5 separate regions of the Zea mays genome follow, and all the other regions are linked to region 2. Evidence: chromatin contacts called from public Hi-C data. All regions are on one chromosome and are shown on one strand. Each heading gives the region's core, a stretch centred on a gene start, on an enhancer-like site or on the middle of the called end of the contact. The rest is flanking DNA. Distances are from core to core; before and after follow the strand shown.

The links. Hi-C and Micro-C count contacts between places; a contact is called where the count stands out from the background.
Region 1: a Hi-C map of tassel shows a contact between it and region 2, with 2.9 times the contacts expected there. The contact joins the promoter of LOC103629629 here to the promoter of LOC100384146 in region 2. A contact is called at or near these places in 2 of 25 Hi-C or Micro-C datasets (ear and tassel).
Region 3: a contact with region 2 is called in a Hi-C map of leaf, with 3 times the contacts expected there. The contact joins the promoter of LOC100273103 here to the promoter of LOC100384146 in region 2. A contact is called at or near these places in 6 of 25 Hi-C or Micro-C datasets (ear, endosperm, leaf and 2 more).
Region 4: a contact with region 2 is called in a Hi-C map of tassel, with 4 times the contacts expected there. The contact joins the promoter of LOC100216800 here to the promoter of LOC100384146 in region 2. A contact is called at or near these places in 2 of 25 Hi-C or Micro-C datasets (ear and tassel).
Region 5: a Hi-C map of ear shows a contact between it and region 2, with 2.9 times the contacts expected there. The contact joins the promoter of LOC100286190 here to the promoter of LOC100384146 in region 2. A contact is called at or near these places in 2 of 25 Hi-C or Micro-C datasets (ear and tassel).

The regions. Positions count from the first base shown.
Region 1 is chr6:99,605,125-99,610,190 of Zm-B73-REFERENCE-NAM-5.0, reverse strand. LOC103629629 reads left to right here and starts at 3,161. Exons shown (of 5, transcript XM_020539316.3): 1 at 3,161-3,794; 2 at 4,363-4,949. The coding sequence starts at 3,755.
Region 2 is chr6:99,123,197-99,127,961 of Zm-B73-REFERENCE-NAM-5.0, reverse strand. It overlaps LOC100384146, which reads left to right and starts at 2,631. Exons shown (of 1, transcript NM_001176725.1): 1 at 2,631-4,444. The coding sequence starts at 2,886. The coding sequence ends at 4,244.
Region 3 is chr6:99,390,545-99,395,265 of Zm-B73-REFERENCE-NAM-5.0, reverse strand. It overlaps LOC100273103, which reads right to left and starts at 1,945. Exons shown (of 10, transcript NM_001360206.1): 1 at 1,612-1,945; 2 at 2-142. The coding sequence starts at 1,822. It also overlaps the pseudogene LOC109940478.
Region 4 is chr6:99,539,826-99,544,653 of Zm-B73-REFERENCE-NAM-5.0, reverse strand. It overlaps LOC100216800, which reads right to left and starts at 1,326. Exons shown (of 3, transcript NM_001143199.2): 1 at 183-1,326. The coding sequence starts at 1,105.
Region 5 is chr6:98,698,809-98,703,379 of Zm-B73-REFERENCE-NAM-5.0, reverse strand. It overlaps LOC100286190 (auxin-independent growth promoter-like protein), which reads right to left and starts at 1,389. Exons shown (of 11, transcript NM_001159078.2): 1 at 967-1,389; 2 at 820-870; 3 at 624-714. The coding sequence starts at 1,266. It overlaps LOC103629621 (probable methyltransferase PMT9), which reads right to left. Exons shown (of 8, transcript XM_008650704.4): 5 at 4,511-4,571; 6 at 3,661-3,773; 7 at 3,344-3,564; 8 at 2,135-2,678. The coding sequence ends at 2,360.

The DNA of each region.
Region 1 (5,066 bases), core at 1,912-4,411, 480 kb before region 2:
TCTATTCTATTTGCTAATTCTATTTTCAGATTTTTTTATTCAAACTTCAAATCCCTTTTTAATTTCTTTTTTTTCCAAATTTGAAACTTCAATTCAAATTTTAAATCATGTTTGAACTTTAGCTTTCCAAATATATCCAATAAAAATCCTAATGTGAAGATAATGTCTATTATTTATTTTATAATATTTTTATTTTCTTTATAGTGTATATACTTTCCCTCTTTCATTTTCAAATTCTATTTTTTTTAAACTTAAACTTGTCTCGCGAATTTAAGCACAAATGCACAATTACAAGAACCTCAGCATGAGATGCATAATCTATATTTATTTATTTGCTATTTGACTACTTTTCTTCTCTTAAGTGAATATGCACAAAAAGGAAAATTAAATATTTTCCAAAAACACATTCATGAAAAAAACATGTATTTATTTATTTTATTATTTTTACCTTATATGAATTTTAGGGCTTTACAATAACCATCCACAGTTTATATTGAATGTTTAATTGGTGTTTCAAATAGATGGACAATTTTTTGAGCTTATATCATGGAGGCAATGTGGAACAAGATCCATATGGAAATGCCAAGTTCATTGACATGCGACACGTGCCGGTACTATTCGATGGTAGACCCTCCTTGAGTGATGTGTTTACAAAGGCTAAACAAAACTAGGTTACCATGAAGATGATGACATTGCGGTTGACAGAGTGCTTAACATTGGTCATCCACCAAATGTCATAAGACGAGTCATCCCAATTGATTGTCAACTGGATTGGGATAATTATGTTACTTCGGCTATGAAGACCCATTTGCAACTCATGGAGGTTGTGGTGCGTCCGGTTGTAGTAGACCGTCCCCCTGAAGACTTTGATCGTGCTATCGATGACGTGCCAACTGTTTCTGATGCTCAATCTGGCCCCAATTTGATCCCATTAAGTCAGCCAGGAGATGGCCTGTAGACAGATTCTGCTGCGTGTATCCCTTTGGCACAAATTCTTTGGTGATGGTTTTATTGCCTCCAACAGTATTGTTTTAGGATTTTGTAAAATTATTCTTGAATCATTGAGCTCGTTTACACCAAATTATTTTTTTAATTATGTAGGTGGCGGCTTGAGACACATAGTTTTCATCTTCCTTTTGGTGATATGACAGTCACATTAGAGGATACACAGAAGATACTTGGACTCGATGTTGGTGGGAGAGCAGTGACAGGCCAATGTGACTCTGACGGTTGGAGGGCTAGAGTTGAGGCCTTTCTTGGTAGAGAGCTTCCTGCTGAGGGCGTTGACAGGACTGCTGGAGTACGCATCACATGGCTCTGTAAGTCGTTTGGTGTGTGACCTGCTGATGCTGATGAGGATACAGTCCAGTTCTATTGTCGGGCTTGGATCCTGCACATGTTTGGTTGTGTCCTCTTCCTAGACGCCATAGGAGACTTCGCGTCATGGATGTACATCCCATGTCTAACCGACTGGGATACAGCTGGACACTACAGTTGGGGCTCCGCTGTGCTTTCTTTTTTGTTGCGGCAGCTTTGTGAGGCTTGCCGTCGTACGTCCTCATCTTCGTCTATAGGCGGTTGCGTCTACCTCCTGCAGATATGGATGTGGTTTCGCATACCAGTTGGTCGGCCACGTGTTTTCCAGCCTAGAACATGGCCATGGATCATTGTTGGAAATGACCGTCTTCGACCGACGTATGCTTATATTTGGGACCAAGTGGCAGCTCCTTTTGCCAAAGCTAAGAGGGCATACATGGAGTATGTTAACGAGTTTGACACGCTTTCGGCCTCTAGCGTAAGTACTCAACATGTATATCTTATCGTTATGAAATTTGTTTTATTATACTTAACATAGATTGCTTCATTTTTATTTCAGGTCACATGGCAGCCATACAACGCACCTGAGTTGGATGAGATGATCTTTAGTGAAGTATGCAGCAGTGAAGATGAACTCTATATGATGCAATGTCCTATGATCTGTTTCTGGTGTATTGAGTGGCACCTACCTCACAGGGTTCAGAGACAGTTTGGTAGGAACCAGATATGGCCGGTTGAAGATATTCCTACTTCTAAGGAGCTACACAAGTAAGTTTGCAATCTATAAATTCAATTATTCCAGTTTGCAATTTATAACATCAATCATTCGCAACTTTGTGTTCTTTATATGATATGATTTGTGTGTAGATTTGACTGGCGAAAGCAAAAGAAGATAACAGACTTCCGTCAACATCATCTGATATTTATGAATTAATGGGATTTGGGTGCTGAGAATGTATATTCCAACGATGAGTTACACAACAATAGTGACTACAGGCGGTACCAAGCTTGGTACCAGGGTGCGACTTTTTAAGATTCTCCAACCACTTCTTTGTCTTTCCCTGATATTTCTGTGCCAATCCACTGCTCAAAATCACATAGCGGTGGAGGAGTCTACAAAACATGCAATTATTAGTAGGTAAAAAAACATTCGCCACTCCGAGTCTTCAAATTGTTAACATATTACAAGACTATTCTCACCATTAAATTCATCTGACGTTGAACAATAGTTGGCTCAAATGCAAAGTTAGCACACATCCAATACCTCTGTCGATAGGTGTCATGATCCTCAGACTTATAAACCTTACAAGGATCACCACAAAAACACATAGACACTGGAACACCACTTGGCAAAGGCAGCGGGTCGAAGGCAATTCCGGTCAAAGGACCCTTCCTAAATTTCCATAAGCTCTATAACAATCACAAATATAATAGACTCATAAAATAAGAGGCGGATCCAACACTTACCTTTGTTTAGCAGATTTACCACGCCTAGATATCCTATAAATCAGGATGATATCTCTAGTTTCGAAGAATAGGAATGAACACACAAAATCAGTCGAACGTAGGGTTCTATTTATAGGCACGTACCTCGACGCCATAGATCTTGGCGCCGAGGTAGGCGTCATTGACCGGCGGCGCCTACCTCGGCGCCAAGATATATGGTGCCGAGGTATGTGCCACGTAGATTCTCCGGTATCCCTCCATCTGACGTATGCACGCCAATAATATTGCCACCGGCACACACAAGCTCGGCGCCAATGATGACGGCGTCGAGCTAGGGGTCCATTTTTAAAAAGAAACTGACAGGGACATAATTATGCAAAAAAAAAAACCAAAAAGGGCAAAAAAAAAAAAAATGGCCGCACCGACCCTCGAGAGTCCAGACGGCCGTATCGTTGGCGCTTGTCGTCTCCCTATCGCCCCGGCTCCTCGCCTCTCCGTGGCCGGCCGGTGCTGATCACTTCTCTGCTCACCGCTCGAATCTGGGCTGTCGCCGAGCCATTCTGATCACCGCTGCTGATCACTTCTCTGCTCAACGGAAAGGAGACAGATTCGTGGTTCGTCAGCGGACGCGGCGGCGACTTCATAGGGTGTTCTCGGCCGCTTCCGGCGCGCAAAGCGGACGCACGGCGTGCGCCCGCCCCCAGGGATGAACTGCTCCAGATTCTACAAAGGTTAGATCTACTGCTGCATCTTCCGAATCCGCGTGCGAATGCACCGCCGAGCTCGATAAGGCCCTGTGGCCGCGCCGGCGCTGTGCCTCGTACGCCTGGCCGCAGGGTCGTTGGTAGGCGCGTACAACCCCGCCGCTATTGCTCGCGGATGGCCCGGTGCGTGGCTCGCTGAGGCAGTGTGAGGCTGCCGAGGGGGCCGGTGGGGAAATCTTGGATCCTGGTCGTTCGGCGACGTGGCGGTATCTATAGAGCTCGGATTCATGGGCTCGTCATCCCAGCACGATTCCATTTCCGCATCAGGTAACTCGGCTCTTGTCAATAAATTAAATTTCCTAGCAAGTGGTTTCGTCATACTTGGATGATAGAATCATTTTGCGTGCTTTTCTCATCTTCTCATTCGCTATCACTACTAGTCTACTACAGTGTTTGTCATAGCAATGGGCGCCAATCTTGCTGTGGGGGTTAGTTTTCAGTAGGACTTAGGAGTCCTTCCTTGGCTTGCAATGAATGAATCGGGCACAGCATTTGAACAAAAGAAGCGATTTGTTACTGTTAGGACTATTTTGGGAACCTCAAATCCCCTTCAGGATTGGAGGAAATTGAGATAGAAATGAACTAATTTCCTCTCCAATCCCCTTCAATCCCGAAGAGGATTTGAGTTTCCAAACTAGCCCTTAATGGGCCATAGGCGGGGATATGCAGGTCGCGGACCAACTTGTAGTTGATGCCCTTAATCTTCCAAACTGAAGATATATGCTCTTCTGCCTAAGTTTTGTTCCTAGTACTCTAGATGAACAGATGCTCCACGCTCTTAGCGAATTGGTTTTTCTACACCAAATGCTGGACTTATGGTCTGCAATCTTAACAGGAAGTTCGGAGCGTGCTGATGGCAGCAGAAGCAGCATTAGCATGTGGACCAAAATTACGAGCACAGACTCGTGGAGATGGTGCCTAGGGTTGATTTACATCGTTGCTGTTGCCAGTATATGGATTGCTGCTAGCTACATCGTGCAGTCTGTTGTGGATGCCGGTGTCTCTCCGTTCTTGATCACCTATATATGCAATTCTCTGTTTGTTGTCTACATTCCCATAGTCGAGGCTGCCCGGTACTTTGAGGATTCTATTGGTGACTTGTGGACAAAGCTGAAATTCAAGGATGCTGAAAGCCTGCAGCAGGCTTCTGACATGGAGAGTGTGAATCTTCTCCAAAGTGGGGGGCATGAGATCAATGTTGCCTCGGATCAATCACAAACAAGGCTGTCTGGAGACGCTTCAGTTCCAGATACATGCTTCCCTGCCCAGGCAGAGCTAACTGTTGTAGATTGCAGCAAAGGGTTGGATGCAAAAGGGCGCTGGACACGTGCTCGTGTGGCCCAAGTGAGCATGCTAATCAGCCCCTTTTGGTTCCTTGCACAGCTTACGTTCAATCTGTCTCTAAGATACACCACTGTCACGGTAAGTGTTACTAAGAAGAACTGAATGATACTTCCATATTTTACTGAGATCTACTTTTCTTTTGTCCTATCACTGTCTGGTCTAAAAAAATATATATGCTTCTGTTTCTGTGAATTT
Region 2 (4,765 bases), core at 1,382-3,881:
CACCGGACACTGTCCGGTGGTGCACCGGACAGTCCAGTGCGCCAGACCAGGGCTGCCTTCGGTTGAACTTTGCTCCTTTGTTTTGAACCCTTTCTTTTGTCTTTGTATTGGTTTGTTGTGAACCTTTGGCACCTGTAGAACATATATTCTAGAGCAAACTAGTTAGTTCAATAATTTGTGTTGGGTGATTCAACCACCAAAATTCATATAGGAAAAGGTTTGACCCTATTTCCCCCGTGGTGTCCGCAGTCCGCGCAGTATTGATATGCGGCGGCTGCTTCCTTGGTACGTGCGAGCAATGATGGGCGTAGTGCACGCGGCAGTATGGGCGTGCCGCCTGCCAGTGGAATGGACAGGCACGCCGCCTACGGAATGGACAGGCACGCCGCCTACGGAATGGACAGGTCGCCGCCTGCCAGCGGAATGGACAGGTCATCGCCTGCCAGCGGAATGGACAGGTCTCAATAAATGCGGAGGCGGCACACCGCCTGCCAGTGAAATGGACAGGCGGCACGCCTTATCCTCAATAAATGCAGAGACCGCGTAACCCGGAGGCCTTACGTCAGGCTCCGCCCGTTGGCTTACGACACGTGCAGTAGGCCACGTGGCAGCATCGGGCCTCCGCCTGGACGGGGAGCAGAAATGTATGTGGACAGGTCCGCACCAGACTAGGTCTAGACACGTGTCGGTACCGGACCCCCGCTTGGGTCCTGTTCAAGGCCCATGTATGTTCTGTCCTAGGACCTTGGGACCCCATTGTGGGCGGCCCGGACCCTATACGGGAGGGTCTGGATCTCATTCCAGGGGTCCGGCTTGCACACGTGGAGGTCCTAGACCAACCTTGGGGGTCCGGACTGTATATCCAGGGGTCCGGCGCTCTCCCGCGGGTGTCCGGACTTACTGTTGATGCTTTGGGGTATATCACCTTCTCCGGACACGTGGCGGCTTCGGACCCACCCATGTGGTGGAGTCGGGCGCTGCTGTGGACCCAGAGTAGTCGCCCGAGACTGGGGCGAGTCGTGGCTTGGTCCCATACACAACACCCTTACCACACGACTAAGGGATAGCCGCGTGGGCACTGTGTATTTATACAGTAGTAAGGGGTACCCTATTTTCAGGGTATCGACAAAGTTCATGTTTTTCTGATTATCAAACTTATGCAACTTATCTATGTAGCCATGTTTGGAAGGGGTTCTCCAAGAATCAACATGCTCTTATCGAAAAGTGCAACAAAGAAGCCTTCTCCTAAAGCTGGTGATCCAAGAAAGCATGGAGGTTCTCCAAAAGGTATGCAAGTAGACAAATCAAGAGAAATTAAGAGCCTCTTGGAATTCTGCAACTGGTGTTTCTTCCTTGTCTTGTGTAGAGAAATTAAGAGCCGCTTGGAACTCAACTCTAGAGAAGACTCTTGTGGACCTTTTGCATGAGCACAAAACAGCTGATTATAGGGGTCAAAATGGATGGACAACATAAGCATGGAACAAAATTGTCAAGGAATTTCATCAGAGGGAACAATATGTCTATTTCACAAAGACACAAATACAAGATAAGGAAAGAGAACTGAAAGGGACTATAGGTTGCTAAAGGATGCAAATAATCAAAGTGGAGCTCATGTTGATGAGAAGATAGGGAGGATTATGGCTAACCCAGATTTATGGAAAAAATATACTGACTTCTCATCCTAAGGCTACAAAGTTCCGCAACAAGTCTTTTCCTTTATATGAGGCCTTGGGGAGCTTTTATGATGGTTAGTCTCATTATAGTGTACATGCTGCCGGCCGATAAATGATTAGTCTCATTACAATCAGCTATGACTTGAGCGCCGATCAACTAAAAATGCCTCACCGCAGGTGTGTGTGATGTCGGCATGGATTAACCGAACAGTAAAAATGGGCCATGTATTAAATCCTAGTTGTAATTGAAACATACATGGTTTAGGTAACATGAGATGGATTCACTCAATCCCGCCCTGTATTAGATCCCATTGTGTAATAAATACAGCCTACCGAACAAGACCTCAGTGATCGCGGTTTTACTTAACGTGCATGCTGACGGCCGGTAACCATCCAAACCAAGAGGAAACCAGAACACACATATAAATATGCATTAAACCAAACAAACAAAGCTACATGTGTCTGTGCAACTTTGGTACTGAATCCTATCAGCCAGAGATCAGACAATGAAGTGTACGCATGCAGCTGGACTGGCTTGGATCGGAGCAAGGAAACCTGATGTACTCTGCTGGACTAATCTGGCACTGTGCTCTTCAGCTGAACTGGTAGGGCGTCGCGTCGGCTCGACGCGCGCAACGGGCTGGACCGCGGGGCGCGGGACATGCGACGCCCCGCAGCAACGGACCAACGTCCAACGGTAGTCTATCCGGCGCGGCAGTGGCACACGGACACGGCGCCAAGAGCACAAGACGGAGCCGGAGCGGGAGCGCTCCTGGCTCCTGCAACGTCTACCTCTCCCGTCTGAGCCTGCCACGGCCCAGCCCCACCCAACTACTACTCGCAGCGTGGCCCATACTGTCAGTGAGCGTGTTTTCCCTATCCCCCAACGGTCGAGTACTGACACCCCCGCCTCTTAAACCTCTCTTTCATCTTTCCCCGCACCGCATCGCACCGCGAGTTTCGAAAACCCCAACCAATCGCGCCTCAGATCACGCGAGGGCGTGAGGGGGAATTCGCTCTCCCAGCCTCCGCTCACCCGTCGATCGATCGTCCGGGCCAGGTATCCGTCCGTCTGGTTTGGAATTTCGATTGCTCGTTTGGATTGGTTCGGGGGGCTGTGTTCTGCTGGCTTGCTTCCGCCCTGATCTCTCTGCTCGTGCCGATCCTCGACGGGACGACGAAACACAGGGGCTCTCCGGCGGCACCGGGGCCATGGAGGAGGACCCGCTCATCCCGCTGGTGCACGTCTGGAACAACGCCGCCTTCGACCATGCCTCCGCCTCCGCCTCCGCGTGGCACGCCCATTCCCCTGCGCCCGCGAGCGCCCGCGAGGGGGACAAGGAGAACCACCGCCCCGAGCCCGACGTTGAGGCGGAGGTCGACGACGTTGAGGCCGAGATTTACCACATCGAGGCGGAGATCCTGCGCCTGTCTTCCCGCCTCCACCACCTCCGCACCTCCAAGCAGACGGAGCCGCCCAAGCGTGGACAGGTCGCGCGGACGCGGATGCGGGGGCTCAGTCTGGGCCAGCTCGACGTCGCCGCTGCCGTCGACTCCGACCCGCTCACCGACAAGCAGCAGCCGAGCGCCGCGCAGGGCTTGAAAAAGCCTATCAAGCAGGCCCCGGCGGCGCCGCGAGGCCGGAGCTCCAGCCTCGGGCCCCTCGAGATCGTCGCCACGAACCCTAGGGTCCTCCGCTCCTCCGCCGCCGCCGCTGCCGCACCGAAGAGGAAGATTCAGGGCGAGGGCGGCGCCGCGCGGCCGATCCTCAGGCCGATCAAGGAGCCTCCCGTGCAGCGGCGCCGGGGCGTCAGCCTCGGGCCCTTGGAGATCCACCACGGCGTCGGCAGCAAGCCCGGGGCGGCGGCGCGGGTCAAGCACTTCTCCAACAACAGGCTCGGTGCCGTTCGAGAGGAGGAAGGCCAGCGTTCCAAGGAGCACGCCGTCCCCGCCAGACCGTGGCCATCCAGCAATGCCAGGCACCCACTGGATGCCAGGCAAGGCACCGCAGCAAGCAGAGCCAAGGCGAGGAGCGGGAGCATAAGCCCCAGCAGGTTCAGGAGGCAGTCCACTTCCAAGGCTGCCGAGACAAGAGCGGGAAATGCCAAGCCTACAGAGGCGACGAGGGGAGGGAGCGAAGCGGTCAATCACACCAGCAATGTAGCCACGACGAAGAGGCCGGCGGGGAGCTCCAAGGTCAGGGTTGTCCCGAGCCGCTACAGCATCCCACCTGGCTCCTCCCTAGCAGCTGTGACACAAGGCAACCGATGCAAGCAGTCTCTCCCAGGATCGGCTACTGAGACCAGAGTAAATCTCACTGAGCCGCCGAACGACGAGTTGTCTCCTGAAGAACTTGCCAAGGTTGCAGAGCTGCTCCCAAGGATTAGGACCATGCCGCCTTCTGATGAGAGCCCGCGTGACTCGGGATGTGCCAAGCGTGTTGCTGATTTGGTCGGGAAGCGATCCTTCTTCACTGCTGCAGGGGACGATGGCAATCTCGTTACGCCCTACCAGGCACGGGTGGTTGAACTTGAATCACCCGAGGCAGCAGCAGAAGAAGCAGAAGCTTGAGAAGTTTGTCTTTGATCAATTCCGAAGTGGCTTGCATCTGGGCGTGGCCTCTTTTTGCAGTGTGTGCTACTACATAGTCTACTGTTACATTCATATCATATCACATTTCCTATTTTTTCCCCCTTGAGACATTGCTTAGTACTTTTGTGTTGCCTTGTGAAAAGAGAGTGGAAAGGTTTGCATCTGCTGATGCTCTTGTTTCGGATTGTGTGTTCCTGGTTCGATGAAGTACAGGATAATGCTGTGGTTTATAACATGCCGCCTCATTTGGATATTTTGCTAGGACTGATGAATTGATGTCCCATGTCTGCATGTAAGTATCATTAGCACACCTATTGGCTATTAGGTTCTCTCATTTTTACACCAATCCAGCTAGAAATGCCACATTTTTCTCCTGAATGTTGTACAACAACCATGCATGATGATGGTACAGTTCGTGCCTGTTTGGCACTGATGTTTTAGTTTCATAATACTACTACACTTTGCAATTGTCACAATAATGTCATTAATTTTGGCCAGCT
Region 3 (4,721 bases), core at 696-3,195, 270 kb before region 2:
CCCCTATCTTCAGAACTTGCTCTCTGTCTCTTATCACGAAATGAACGACGCCTGATATCTCTTTCAGGGGAAAACCTCCCATAGGGTGAGTGTCTTCTCTCAGGCCTAACTCTAAAGTCATTATCTCTGTAATCCCTTCTCCCTATAAATCAGGAAGGTGGAAGGTTTACACAAAAATATTATGCCATCAAAGAACAAAAGTTAGATTGAGCTGCACAGATACAAGGCAACACAGAAACCCATTAAGCTTACCATAACCTTGAGCCAAATGGTTATTCAATTAGCTACAAGAATTAGAGGGTCCACAATAACACCAATACACCATAGACCATAAACACAGACGAGCCAATACAACTAATGAAAGAGTATATGCCAATACATGATTACACGTCATGATTCACCACTTAGAATAGATCCAGTACTTGTAATACCAATCATCTGAAGAAAATTTGGATGGAATCACCAAAATTAATTAGCTATCATTTCCAATCATCATGGCATAATCTGCCAAAACTCCAATAGCAGCAAATAAATTTAATTTCACTTGGTCAGATGTTATCCATATGACTGCCAAAAAAATTGTTCAAAGATGATACTTGAAGGGCAGGTAACAATAAAGCCACGGATATAGCTTTATGCATTATATTCAAATGACGTGTTTCAATTAGTTGCAAAAGCTTCTAACAGCATTATTAAGGCTCACTGACCATAGCATGAATCTCATCAAGATACAATGTATGATATCTTCCATATTATGTTCTTCTGAGGCGGGTTAAGCATTCAATTGAACATAAATGACCAATTGTCAACTGAAAAGAAGGCCAGGATAGAAATAGGATGTGTCATCCTCTGGAAGCAGTCAATCTCAAATTCTCAGTCTCAATAAATCTGCCCATGAGACACAATTGTAAAATCAAAATAATAAGCAGCAATGCCAAGATTATCTGCAATGAAATCAGGCTTGTTGATGTTTTTTTTTGTGTTCTGCAACAGCAAGCACTCAGTTTAAGTACCACCACACAGGAATCGTGGTGTATATGCACCAGAAGACAAAAAAATGAGATAACACGAACTGAGAAAAGATTCAGGTGTCAAACCATCATATTGCTATGCAATTGAAGTGTAGATTCTTCTCAACCACGAGTACAAACTATAAAGCCTCCCAGAACTGTCAGCTATTAACATCTGCATCCCCCATTTGTACATCCTCCAAGGATGCACTTGCAAGTTGTTATCATTATATAATTCTTGCAGTTGCAACTATCTTCCCTGTCTGCTAGCTCTTCTCCTGAGAACATATGATTCGGATCACATTGCCGGTTTGCTGCACCACTTTGGAGCCTCTACTCATCAACCAATCATCCCAATAACAAGATGGACAAGCAGGCAGAAGATGCATCTCTTTGAAGAAGAGCGCGCTGGTTTCTCTTGCTCGGATGAAACGTCCAAATAACTTAATCCGACAGATTGGCATGGAATCGACAACAATTTGGGTACGGCAAAACCCAGAAGCATACGGTAAGGCGATGCAAAACCTAAAACGACAAACTACGCGCAGATCGAGAATGGGAGCGAGAGGGAGAGACGGATGGAGGTGCGCGTGGTGCATACCAGGCCGAGGGCGAGGCTGGAAGGAGGCGCGAGGGGGCGGCCTCCGGAGCTCAGCCTCGCCGTGGGCGAACCCGCAGTTGGGGCGGGGGCAGCCGCCCCTGCCTCTCCATAAAGCGCACAGCTTCGTCTTGTACGCCGGGCCGCGGAAGGGAGGAGGGCCCGAGGCATCTGGGCTCCCACCTCTGTCCCTCTCCTTCATCCCCTCCCGCATGGCTCCGGAGCGCGGCGGACAGCAGCACCGCTTGCTACAGTCCAGACGGCGGCCGAGAGGATGAACCGAAGACAACGAATGACACAGGGAAAATGGGAGGGCAACAGGGAAGGCCGGAAGGGCCTATAGGCGGCCCATCCGTCCATGGAAGTCCCATTCTACCCATTAGGGTTCGTGATTCAAAATATTGTTCTAAAAATTAAAAAATTATATCATTTAAAATGTTTAAACAACTACGTATTTTAAAAAAGTAGATTACATTATTAAGAAAAAAATGTTGAGAATAATGTAGAAACAAAAATAAGACACTTGTACGTGTAGTATGTTTAGGTTACTTCATTATGTGTCATATATTTTTTATAAAAACGTAAAATATGTTTGTTGGAGCTGTGTTTTTTTTAATTGAATCCTACATTTCAAGATACGACACTAATTTAAGTCACTGTTAAAGATGCTCTCAGAAGCAAGGTAATGGGAAGGGACCGAAGGATCTTTTGGTGATAAGAAAATTGGAGATGAATGAGTAGGAAAGAATTTTATTCCCCCGTTTGGATGAGAGCAGAGGATTAAAGGAATTAAAATCATTATATTATTTAATTTTGAATAACAAAAAGATTTTAGCTTCTCAAATCGTTCGATCCCTCAAATCACAAACAAGCCTCCAATCCCTATAATTCCTTTATCTACAAAACAACCCTAGATAGACGTGGATGTGTAAAATATAATACCAAAAGTAACTATAGACGGTTTCAGCAGAGTGCATATACAAACGTGGAAAATATGATGGCCTTTCTGGTACCCTAAATCCACAAAATTGCCTCTTCTTCTCGTCTCTACTTGTGCATCCACATGCGCTCTTGTTCACACGCTCGCATTCCTTGAGAAAGCCTTAGGCCTTGTTCGTTTGTGTCGGATTGGTGGGTCGAAACAATTCCTACCCGGATTGCTTCTCTAATTTATATAAACTTTGATTAGCTGGAACGATTCCGGGTGCAATCCGATAGAAACGAACAAGCCCTTAGTTTGATTTGCTTCTTGTAACTAAAAAACAGCTTCCGGTCGCTAAAAACAATCCAAATTATCTCTCTGTCCCCATTCGAAGTGGTTTTAAAAATATTTTTTATCTTTTATTTGGTTAGAAGATTGGTGGATATATTTGATAATGTTCGTCTATTTCGATTTATGCAAAAAATTATTTGTATGGCGCGTATTTGTATCCAACAAGTAATTGGTATTTTTTTAAAAAAATAAACTTGACGGCTCAACTTTTGAGAGATCATCGACAACGATTACAACAACATTTAGAAGGAACGGTGCTAGTAAAAGCTCCTCTCTTAAACTATGTGCAACGGTATACTCTATATTTCTCTCTCTATATCCTACTCATGTGATATTTGAGTGTTCTCTCTCCTCCTATATCTATATTAGCATAATTGTACTTTGTTACGGTTGTTATATACTCACTTGGTCTTATAATATAAGGTGTAACCACTTTTTGTTCTTGTCTCATAAGCTCTCTCTATGTATATGTACATCGATGCAATGGTATATAGAGAATTAAATATATATATTTTGTATTTGAACTAGAGCTGATATGCCTTATATACTAGGACGAGGATATTGGGATATTTATTTAAATATAATTATTATCTCTACTAACTATTAAGGGCACAGTGTAGACTGCCCCCGCCCGCGGATCAGGCGCACGCACGCCCCGCTCGCCCCCCACTGCGATTCCCTCCCGCCCGCGGCGAATCCCCCGCCATCTGATCCGCCAACCGACCTCCCTCCCCGATGCGCATCGCCGCCAGCAGCAGCATGCACGTGAATCTCTCGCCACCACCACCCGCTGCGTCCGCTCTCAACAACCTCCGCCTCCATCGCCCAAGAACTCCTCCTCCCGCCTCGTGGGCCGTCGCAACCCCTCCTGCCTGTAGATCCACTCCGCCGCGAACCTCCCCATGCCTCCACCGCTCCTTCCGTACCTCCTCGGGACACACGGCCAAGCACCAAGCGATCAACTCGCTCGCTGTGGCAATCGCGTTGTGCCTCCTCGCCGCGGACCTCATGGGGCTCGGCGGCGGGGGCAGGGTCATCTTCGTCGCCGTGCTCCTGGTGCTCCTCGCGTCCCCCGCTGTCGTGCTCCTGGATCCAGTTCCATCCTATCACGCAACTCTTCGGCAAGATCAGGGGAGGTTTGGTGCCTACGACTGTAGCAGGGAATGGTGTGATGAGGACTGGAAATCCCTCGGTATACTCTGACCACTTGTGGGCTAGCGCGTTCCTCGTCGACTCTTTCATGTCGTTCTTGCGGTGCGGCTCGGCTCTAGAGCTGCTCAAGGTGTGCACGAACGTCCTGGAGGAGATGGAGAAGTCCTACGCGTCGCGAATGCAAGACTGGAGCCGCGGGTCGTTGTGCTGGACGAAGAAGCTGTAGCCAAACCACCGCGTCGACGAGCTCGTCTGGTAGGAGGTGACGCTGCTCAAGGCGACGCTGCTAGAGACGAGGGCGAAGCTGCTGCTCCGCGGCGGGTTGTTCGACACGGGCGAGGAGCTGTGCAGGACCTGCATCAGCATCCGGACTATCATGTTCGGCCACGGCCACGCCCAGACGCTAGCTGCTCAGGAGGTACAGGAGCAAGATATGAGATGAGATGATGGTGTCCAAGACCCTTTGCAAGCTTCTTCCGCCCTGTTGTTTCAGAAGTTTTCACGCCCCCATTTTTGTTCCTGAATCTATTATGCCACCGACTACAGTTTTGTTAGCAATCATCAGTATAATAACCAAGGTTCATGATGCCATGTGTAACTTATTTTAGAGCAGGTGCCATATGTAAGTGGAGGTGTTATGTACATTGCAGTCCATCTGCTATTTGGTAGAACTACCATTGAGCTTCCT
Region 4 (4,828 bases), core at 77-2,576, 420 kb before region 2:
AAACAATATATGGTGGTTAGATAACACTTCATGCACTGGTATGTTATTCAGCATGATAACTGAAGTATTCATCAAAATGAGCATAAGGAATATTTGTCATCGGAAGAACTACAATTAACAAATAAAAGGCCTAAAGTAAGAAGTCCTACTTTAATAAACATAGGAAACAAATCAAGCCATACCTTTCAAAAAGAATATCGTTCACCAGGAAAATTATGTGCAGCTGCCGCTCCGAATCCTCCAACACAAATACTCTCTCCTTAAGAGCTTCAGCCAGAGCCGGCGCGAACGGCAATCTTTGCATAAACCATGACTTCGCTCCCTTTATTGATTCCTTAGTGCCATTAAGATTGATAAGCACATCTTGGAGCTCAGCAGCAACATCTGCAGGGAGCGGTCCGGACAGTCCCTTGAATGGTTGCGCCGCAGCTTCATAGTCCCCATGGCCGTGAGCAGCAGCAAACTGCTGGTGCTGGTCATAGAATGGCGGGTACCCCGGCTGGTGAATCGGCGGTCCCCTCATCATAGGGCCCATAGGCGGCATCATATGCATCGAGGCCGGCGGGTAGGGCGCGGGCACCGGCGGGCGCGGCAAGAGCCAGAGCATGTACCTGTAGTAGGCGTGACCTTCCCCGCCGAAGACGAAGGCGTAGTCCGGGTTGTCGTGCTGCTTGTCGCGGATCATGGCCTCGAAATCCGGCCCGTTCTTCGCGATGTACTCGACGAGCTTGTCGATGCGCTTCTGGAGCTCCGGATCGGCGGGTGGAGCGGCCGGAGGAGGCGGGGCGGACTCGAACGGTGGCGGGTGCATGTAAGGGTGGTGCGGCGGCGGCGGGGAGGGCGTGGACAAGGCGTGCGGCGGCGGCGGGTGCGCTGCGTACGGGGGAGGCGGCTGCTGGTGCGGCAGCAGGTGCGAGTAGGCAGGCGGCATGGGGCGCGCATAGGGCGCGGGCCGGTACTGCGGGAGCGGCGCGCCGTAAGGGTGGGGCGGGTACTGAGGCGGCGGCGCCTGTGGGTGGTACCCGCCGTACTGCGGCGGCGGTGGCTGCTGCCCCTGTGCGTACGCCATGGCCGCAGCCGCGTAGTCCTGGGGTTGCCGGTCCATGGGCTCCGACGAGAAGAAGGGTAGGGCTCCGACGAAAGAAGGGTAGGGCTCCGAGAGCCGGCGGCGGCTGAGACGACTCACGGGACAGGGGAGGAGGAGGAGAGGGTCCGTGACAGCTCCCGGCCGTCGATGCGTATCTCTGGCGTTCCCTGCAATCCAAGGGAGCAGACGGGCCCAGGCGCAGCTGCACCTCCTCCGCACGCTGCGCAGGCCTAGCAACGCGGCCTGTTAAGACGTTCCCCTCGCTGAGCCCAGCCCAGACGCTGCGCTTCTTTATTTTAGCGCGAGGGTTAGAGCCGCCAGGATCCATCCACTGTTCGATTTTTAAGTATTCTAACTAGGTGAGTGTCCGTGCGTTGCAACGACAAACCAATTAGAAGAGACCACGATAGAAGAATGGAAGTGAGGGAATACTTGACAGGTTCTAATATGATGTAAACACCTAGAATATGTTTCTCCACATACATTTCTTTCCATAGAATGCTATATAACTACATTTCATAAATTGCTAGGAATCCAAGAGCAAATGACTGAACATGGACAAGGTAAAAGACAGGAAAGAAAGATAGTGTTCTATAGTGAATCAACTTATGAGTTAGTGGGTGTGATGTATTTTACTTATGTCTGATGTTTTCTCCCTATTTTGCAGAGGGGGGAGATAAGTCGTATGAAAGAAAATATGTACCAAAAATCATGAACAAGCTGCACTGGAACAAATGATTTTTAGCATATTTACTAAATGGCAGTCACGACTATTACCACCCACACCTATAAAACGTAATCCAATACACCTGACTTGAATGTATTACCTTCTATGACCATGTGTGTGACTAATTTAAGAACTACACAATCAAATTCATTTGCATAATATCAGGATACCTAACTATACAACAAAAGTAACTGATTCACTGTTCAAGACTGAAGATTCAGATACCTTTGAACAAGGTCTCGAATGACACAAGTTGGCTTCAATGCATTCGCTTAGCTTCTCGACGAACAAATTTCACTAAATCTCCTTCAACCATTTGTTGTTGTATAGGCCTTACAAACGTCCAAATAAAGGCCCTATTTGTGGAAGTTGTTGTGCGTTGTGATGGCACACACAAATTTACAATTTGAAAGCACCATATGCTAAAGATAATATTGAGTCTTTTGTAAAAAATTACTGAGACAAATGAAAAGAAACAAAAACTATGGTGCCAGTGCATCCTTACGAGCTTCTTTTAACAAGAACAAATGAGTGATAAAAATTTATCATTCCACCAATTTGTAGCATTTAGATGTGAGGACCTCATAAATGTTTTCTGCCTAGTTATTCAGTGATACAATACCTTCCAGCAACAACCAAATTTAGGATATAACACCTAAAAAGCTAAAGGAACAGAAAAGGTCAGGCATCAAGCAGCTGGTACAACTGAATGATCGTGGAATACAGTACCTCCATAGGAAAATATACATGTCGTGAATCACCGTAAGTCTGAAGGCAAGGCCAAGAGACATACTTCATTTTTTCTTATCCCAGTCCAAGCTGAAACGAAACACCATAGACTTTACGCTGAAACTAAACAACGTAGAATTTAGTATTAGCTTAGCACAGAAGAGTAAATGAGATTTAATCCATAGAAAAGCTAAGACTTTCTTTGACAAATTGTTAGATACAATAGTGTCGGCGTTTCGACCCCGGGGGGTCCCTGGACCGACGAGTAAATTGTCGTCGCGTGCCCCAGCCCAGATGGGTCGGCGCGAGACGGAGCGCGAAGGGGGGAAAACCGGAGGGAGACAGGCGTAAAAGGGGAAACCCGCGGCCTTCGTGTTTGTCCCGCGCCCAGGTCGGGTGCGCTTGCAGTAGGGGGTTACAAGCGTCCGCGTGGGAGGGAGCGAGAGGCCTGCACGCGCCGTCCCGTCCTCCCCGCGCGGCCAACCCTCTATAAGAGGGCCCTGGACCTTCCTTTTATAGGCATAAGGAGAGGGTCCAGGTGTACAATGGAAGATGTAGCAGTGTGCTAACGTGTCTAGCAGAGAGGAGCTAGTTCCCTAAGTACATGCCGTCGTGGCAGCCGGAGAGGTTTTGGCACCCTGTTCATGATGTCGTGGCCGTCGGAGGAGCGCTGGAGCCTGGCGGAAGGGCAGCTGTCGGGGCTGTCGAGTCCTTGCTGACGTCTCCTTGCTTCCGTAAGGGGGCTGAGAGCCGCCGTCGTCATGGAGCATGCGGGGCGCCATCATTACTTGTTTACCGGGGCGAGCCAGATGGGACGCCGGTCTTGTTCCCCGTAGCCTGAGCTAGCTAGGGGTAGGGTAATGATGGCCCCTCCTGTGACGTGGTCGGTCCGAGCCCTGGGTTGGGCGAGGCGGAGGCTCCTCCGAGGTCGAGGTCGAGCCTATCTTCCGAGGTCGAGGTCGAGCCTATCTTCCGAGGTCGAGGTCGAGTCCGAGCCCCTGGGTCGGGCGAGGCGGAGACCGTCGGCTGAGGCCAGGGCCGAGTCCGAGCCCTAGGGTCGGGCGAGGCGGAGTTCGTCGTCTTCCGGGGCCGAGGCCGAGTCCGAGCCCTGGGGTCGGGCGAGGCGGAGTTCGTCGTCTTTCGGGGTCGAGGCCGAGTCCGAGCCCTGGGGTCGGGCGAGGCGGAGTTCGTCGTCTTCCGAGGCCGAGGCCGAGTCTGGGCCCTAGGGTCGGGCGAGGCGGAGTTTCCTATGGCGCCCGAGGCCGGACTTGGCTACTGTCAGCCTCACTCTGTCGAGTGGCACAACAGTCGGAGCGGCGCAGGCGACGCTGTCTTCTTGTCAGGTCGGTCAGTGGAGCGGCGAAGTGACTGCGGTCACTTCGGCTCTGTCGACTGACAAGCGCACGTCAGGATAAGGTGTCAGGCCATCCTTGCATTAAATGCTCCTGCGATACGGTCGGTCGGCGTGGCGATTTGGCCAAGGTTGCTTCTTGGCGAAGGCTGGGCCTCGGGCGAGCCGAAGGTGTGTCCGTTGCTTGAGGGGGCCCTCGGGTGAGACATAAATCCTCCGGGGTCGGCTGCCCTTGCCCGAGGCTGGGCTCGGGCGAGGCGAGATCGTGTCCCTTGAGTGGACCGAGCCTTGACTTAATCGCACCCATCAGGCCTTTGCAGCTTTGTGCTGATGGGGGTTACCAACTGAGATTAGGATCCTTGGGGGTACCCCTAATTATGGTCCCCGACAGTAGCCCCCGAGCCTCGAAGGGAGTGTTAATACTCGCTTGGAGGCTTAGGGGACCGGCCTTTCTCGGTTGCGTTTTGTTCCGGTGGGTGCGCGCAAGCGCACCCGCCGGGTGTAGCCCCCGAGGCCTCGGAGGAGTGGTTTGACTCCTTCGAGGTCTTAATGCGTTTCGTGATGCTTCAGCCGGTCTGGTTGTTCCCTCATGCGAGCTGGCCGTAGCCCGGGCGCACGGTCGGGTCCCAAGTTCTCGGGCTGGTATGTTGACGCTGTCAACGGTTTGGCCGGAGCCGGGTTTGTGAGAGCAGCCCCCGAGCCTCCGCACAGAGCGAGAGGACGGTCAAGGACAGACTTGACTTTTTTACATACGCCCCTGCGTCGCCTTTCCGCAAGGAGGGGGGAAAAGCGCCATGTTGCCCTTGGAGGGCGCTGAACATGGTGTCTCCAGTGAGCTGCTAACGGGTAATCCGAGTGGACGCCCGTGCCCCATTTGTTAGGGGTCGGATAGTGGCCCGGAGGCGCGCTCCAAAAGTACCTGCGGGTGATTTGC
Region 5 (4,571 bases), core at 140-2,639, 420 kb after region 2:
ACATGCTTGGCGTGACAACATCATGTCTTAAAAAAAACTCGGCCGGGTAGGGAAAAACTGTCCTCCCGATATTATATTAAGAATAGACCGAAACATGATCCCGGCCAAGAAAATCTTCGAACCCTGGCCCCCTATCACTAGCGGGCCGTCACCGTCCACTCTGCAAAGGCCCAGCCGGAGGGTGACGCGCATGACGTAACCCTAGAGCGAGCAAGACACAGCGAGAATTTTTTAACCAATCCAGAAATTCGTCCCGAAGGGGATCGAACCCGGGACCTGGAGGTGCTACTCAAAAGCCTTAACCATTACGCTAGAGTCCCTTTCGCAAGTGGCAACATCATATCTTTAACAGGCACTATTGGAATCAAAGAGGTTATTATTTGCAACTTTTTTCTTGGCATAATCGTTGTACTTCAAATTTACTCTGCCCTTATGCAGATTGTGCGTCCATGATTATTTTCTCCAACCAGTGTAATTCCAAACGGAGAGTGGCACATCATCAAATGAAAAACTGTCATGGCTCACACCCAAGTCAATAATACAACTCAGGGTGATAAATACAGCAAACTAGGAGCACAATTAGCATCTGCATTTTAGCCAGAACACTCTGATTTTGTACTTGCCTGAGACCTCATGTCTCTGACGCTCAGCACACGGCTTCCACGAAGTTGCTGCTGCATGAGGATTCTCCCACAGAGAGTCTGGCTGGCTGACCTACAGCGTAATACCAAGCCAGACAAAATCACATTCAGTCTCCAGTCACATTGCATGCGAAATCAGGTTCCCCGGAATGCATTGCTCAGGAGAAGGCCACTTTACCCTGGGGCAGTGGAGCCGAATCCCCTCCTTGCGGCACAGGTACGGAGCGTTCTAGGGCCCAGCACCAACACGACGTAAGCAGCGAGTTAGGGATCTCGATGAAACGTAACGGATATGAGAGAAGCGACCAGGGAGCCAGGAACTGACGAGGCGTGCCCAGAGGGAAGGCGCGGAGAAGAGCGCAGCGAGGGCGAAGCAGGCGATGGCCGCGACCAGGATCCGGTAGGAGGCGGAGGCGGTGGGGGACCTGGGGTCCTCGCACGCGAGGAGGGCGCGGACGGGGGGCGGGAGCGGCCACCTCTGGTGAGGGCGGAGCCCGTCCCTGCCGCCGCCGACGCGGGGGGACGCGACCAAGGGCGAGGACGCGGCCTCGGCGTCGCGCTTGGAAGGGGAGCCAGTGGCGCGCGTCGCCGCCGCCGCCGCCGTGGCGTGCCGCAGCTCGGCCATGGCTCCGCCGCGCGGCGTATGTGCGGCGGGTGCCGCTTTCCTTCTTCTCCCTTGCTCCTTCTGCCGCGGCGCTGGTGTCTAGTGTCGCGGCGGCGGTCTGGCGGAGGCGACGGCAGCGAACTGTTGGGATATCCCGAGTGAAGTGAGGCGAGGTCGGGTCGGGTTCGTTGGCCTGGCTGCGCTAGACGGACAGGTATGCCAGTCACCGACGCACCCGCTCGCCGCCTTCCAGACGTGTCACAGTTCCGGACGGCTTGAACCCGCACAGGAAGCTGTTTTTCCTGGAATCATGCTAATAAATTTGAGCTGGTTTATGCAAGCTTCCTTCTGCTTTCAAATATGTATTTTTGAAACATTTGATCACTTTGCCCTGCATTAGCGATTTCAAGCTCATTTAACTAGCTTCATCGTATCTGCCACTGCCAGTAGTCGGTTGGTGCCGTACCTCCGTGACAGTGACACGGTATAGGCACTCTTGTTTCAGCTTCTTGTCACGGAAAGTTGTTGGCGTCTAGTTTTTCTGTCCATTCTTATGAGAATTAATTTAGTCAATATAAATACAAAATTGTGTAAATCGTTACGATAGTAGGAAACCATCATTTTCTACGTCATAAACTCTATAAACTTTTTATCTTCTTCCGCGCGTAATCTTTACGCTTAATCTTTATGATACTCAGATTCTTTCTGTAGAATATGTAGTTTTAGATTCTCAGAAAAACTACTCGATGAAAAAGCTGAACCCAACAGTCAGCTAGATTCTCGAAAAACTTCACATCCAATCAACCAAAAATCTAGGTGTGAGAGTTGAGCCACTGACAAAGTGAATAACGCAAGAGTTTTGCGAAAAAAATTATTCATAGAACCAAAGTGGAGAATCGGATTTATAAAAAAGTAAAGAAAGAGAACTATACTGACTATGTAATATGTATATCAAAAGGACTGAAGCCTGCGTCTGATGCTGATGCTAAATCTACTGTTGACATTTCACCACACGAGAAAAAAGAAGGCGTCGAATACTACATTACATTTGAGGATTAGGACAACGCCGGTGCAGAGTTAGCTACAGTTAGGATCAAAACAAGAGAAACGGCTGCTACGACAAATCTTGCACCGAGTGATTCCAGAGCTTTTTCCTCACGATCAAGACTCTTTCGTCACCTATTGTGAGCGCATCTTTCTTAGGCCTCATCTCAAACGTCCAGTCGTCCCACCTTAGCGCTGGTAAAAGTTTCTTGATGTAGGTAACGACATCAACTTTGTCTCTGATGATGGCGTAACCATAAGGCCTTAGGATGCGGTCCATCTCGATCAGAAGATCCTCCAGGCTACATCCCCGCTTCTCTATCTCAGAAAACAGGAGCCAGGCGTGAAGGAGGTCGTAGGTGCGCGGGTATGTCGAGAATGATTCACACCTTCAGTTAAACAGGTCATAAATAAAGAAAATTAGCATCACCCCCCTATGTAACGGGAAGTAAGGCAGACACAGTCACACAGGACAATGCACAAGAAATTTCTTCAGTAGTGAAGAGGTTAGAAATGAAAAGGATGGTCTTAAAAAAATGGAAAGAAGCAACAGAATGGGAGCGCCTATATCAGATATGTTGACAGGCCTCTTTTTTTTGCGAGGACCCATGTTTCTCGGTTTTGTTTAATTATAATAACAATAACAACGCAGGTAATTTTATAATGGACAGAAGTATTGGCCTCAAGGCTCAAACACTACATCCATATTCCAAAATATGACAGCCAAACTACATCAATTTCTGAAAACCATGTTTACGACTGCAGCCACTATTCTAGTTGCACAACTTAAGAATTACACGCGGTTGCAGCTTAGAAATCAAACAAGATAATATCACCCCCTTCCACACGAGTTAAGAATTTTATATGGACAACCATGAGAAAACAGTTTGTGAATTTATTTATGGATAATTAATTGCAGACTATAGTCACAATGAAACTCTTATCTGTATAGCACAAGACAAAACAAATGTAATAGTTCTAATTTCTAGGGATGCAAATTCCACCTTGAAACAGTAAAATAAATAGATGGGAAGTATGTCAAAAAAAAACTTACCAGTCATGGGTAGTCCCCATTAAACCACGATCATATATAATTTTCAGCTTTCCAGATTCCGTGAAAGGAACTACATTCATAACCCAGACATTCTTTTTCTTCAGAGATGCTGCAAATCCACCAAGGTTAGCACTCATATCCATAACGTTTCGAAAGGAATCCTTTTGTATCTCGAACTTCATGTGCTTCCAGTACTGAATTACTCTAGAATGCCAAATCTCCTGCAAACAATATTTCAAGGTAATAGATCGCCACCAGGAAGTTATGTTTGCCCATATTGCAAAACGCTGATGTTTTATACTAAATTACTAACTCACATTGTCCTCTGAAAAATTGTTCCAACTGATTCCAAGCTCTTCCAGGCACGGTGGTGGTGTTGTGAGCCTTTGTGGCCAGGGAAGTAATTCGCTGCCTTTAGCCTTACTAACTCCTGTTTAGGTGAAAAAAACATGCTGGGAACAGATTACCGGTGTGCTAAAACGAATAACCAATAGGGCCCAACACATGATTGATACGTGAGCAGTGAGCTATTTAGTATAGAATGACAACTAGGTTCACCATTTCCTTATGAAACATGCAAGGAGAATTTAATTTTTTAGTTCCAAAACCAGAACATGCATGTTTGAACTCAACCAGAAATACAATGCTATGATTCTCATATTACATATGGTGGTTCAGCACGGAAGCTGTACAGAATTCTAGCAAATTGTACGGTCATATTGTAATAGTAAAAGTTTGAAAATTATAGGATAATCATTTCACCAATGGTCACCAGTAACTATGTGTTGTGACTATCTTAACACAATTGTTTACGGTATTTTAAGAAAAAAAGGCACAAAAATAGCCCCTCTGGTGTGTGTGCGAAAAATAGTAGAAGGTAACCAACAAAGGGGTGTGGGGATCATGGACAAAACTTGTAAAAAAATAGGGAGTAATCTATGAGATTGAGATCTACACATCTACATAGATAGTGTCTTCCTGCAAATGTCAGAGCAAATCATACATGGGTTTGAGCCGGTTGGCAGTTGATGGGCAATCTGAGCAATAGCGTTTTTGCACCATGTGTTTTTCTACATGTATAATCGATATAAAATTCAAACTCCACGAGGCAGTATACACTATTATCGTATTTGGTGTTCTGAAGGAAAATGAAGGGAATGAACTTACTCTTAGAGTATGGGGTTAGGCATACTTTCATGGGGACACCCCAATCAGCATCTGAGTCACC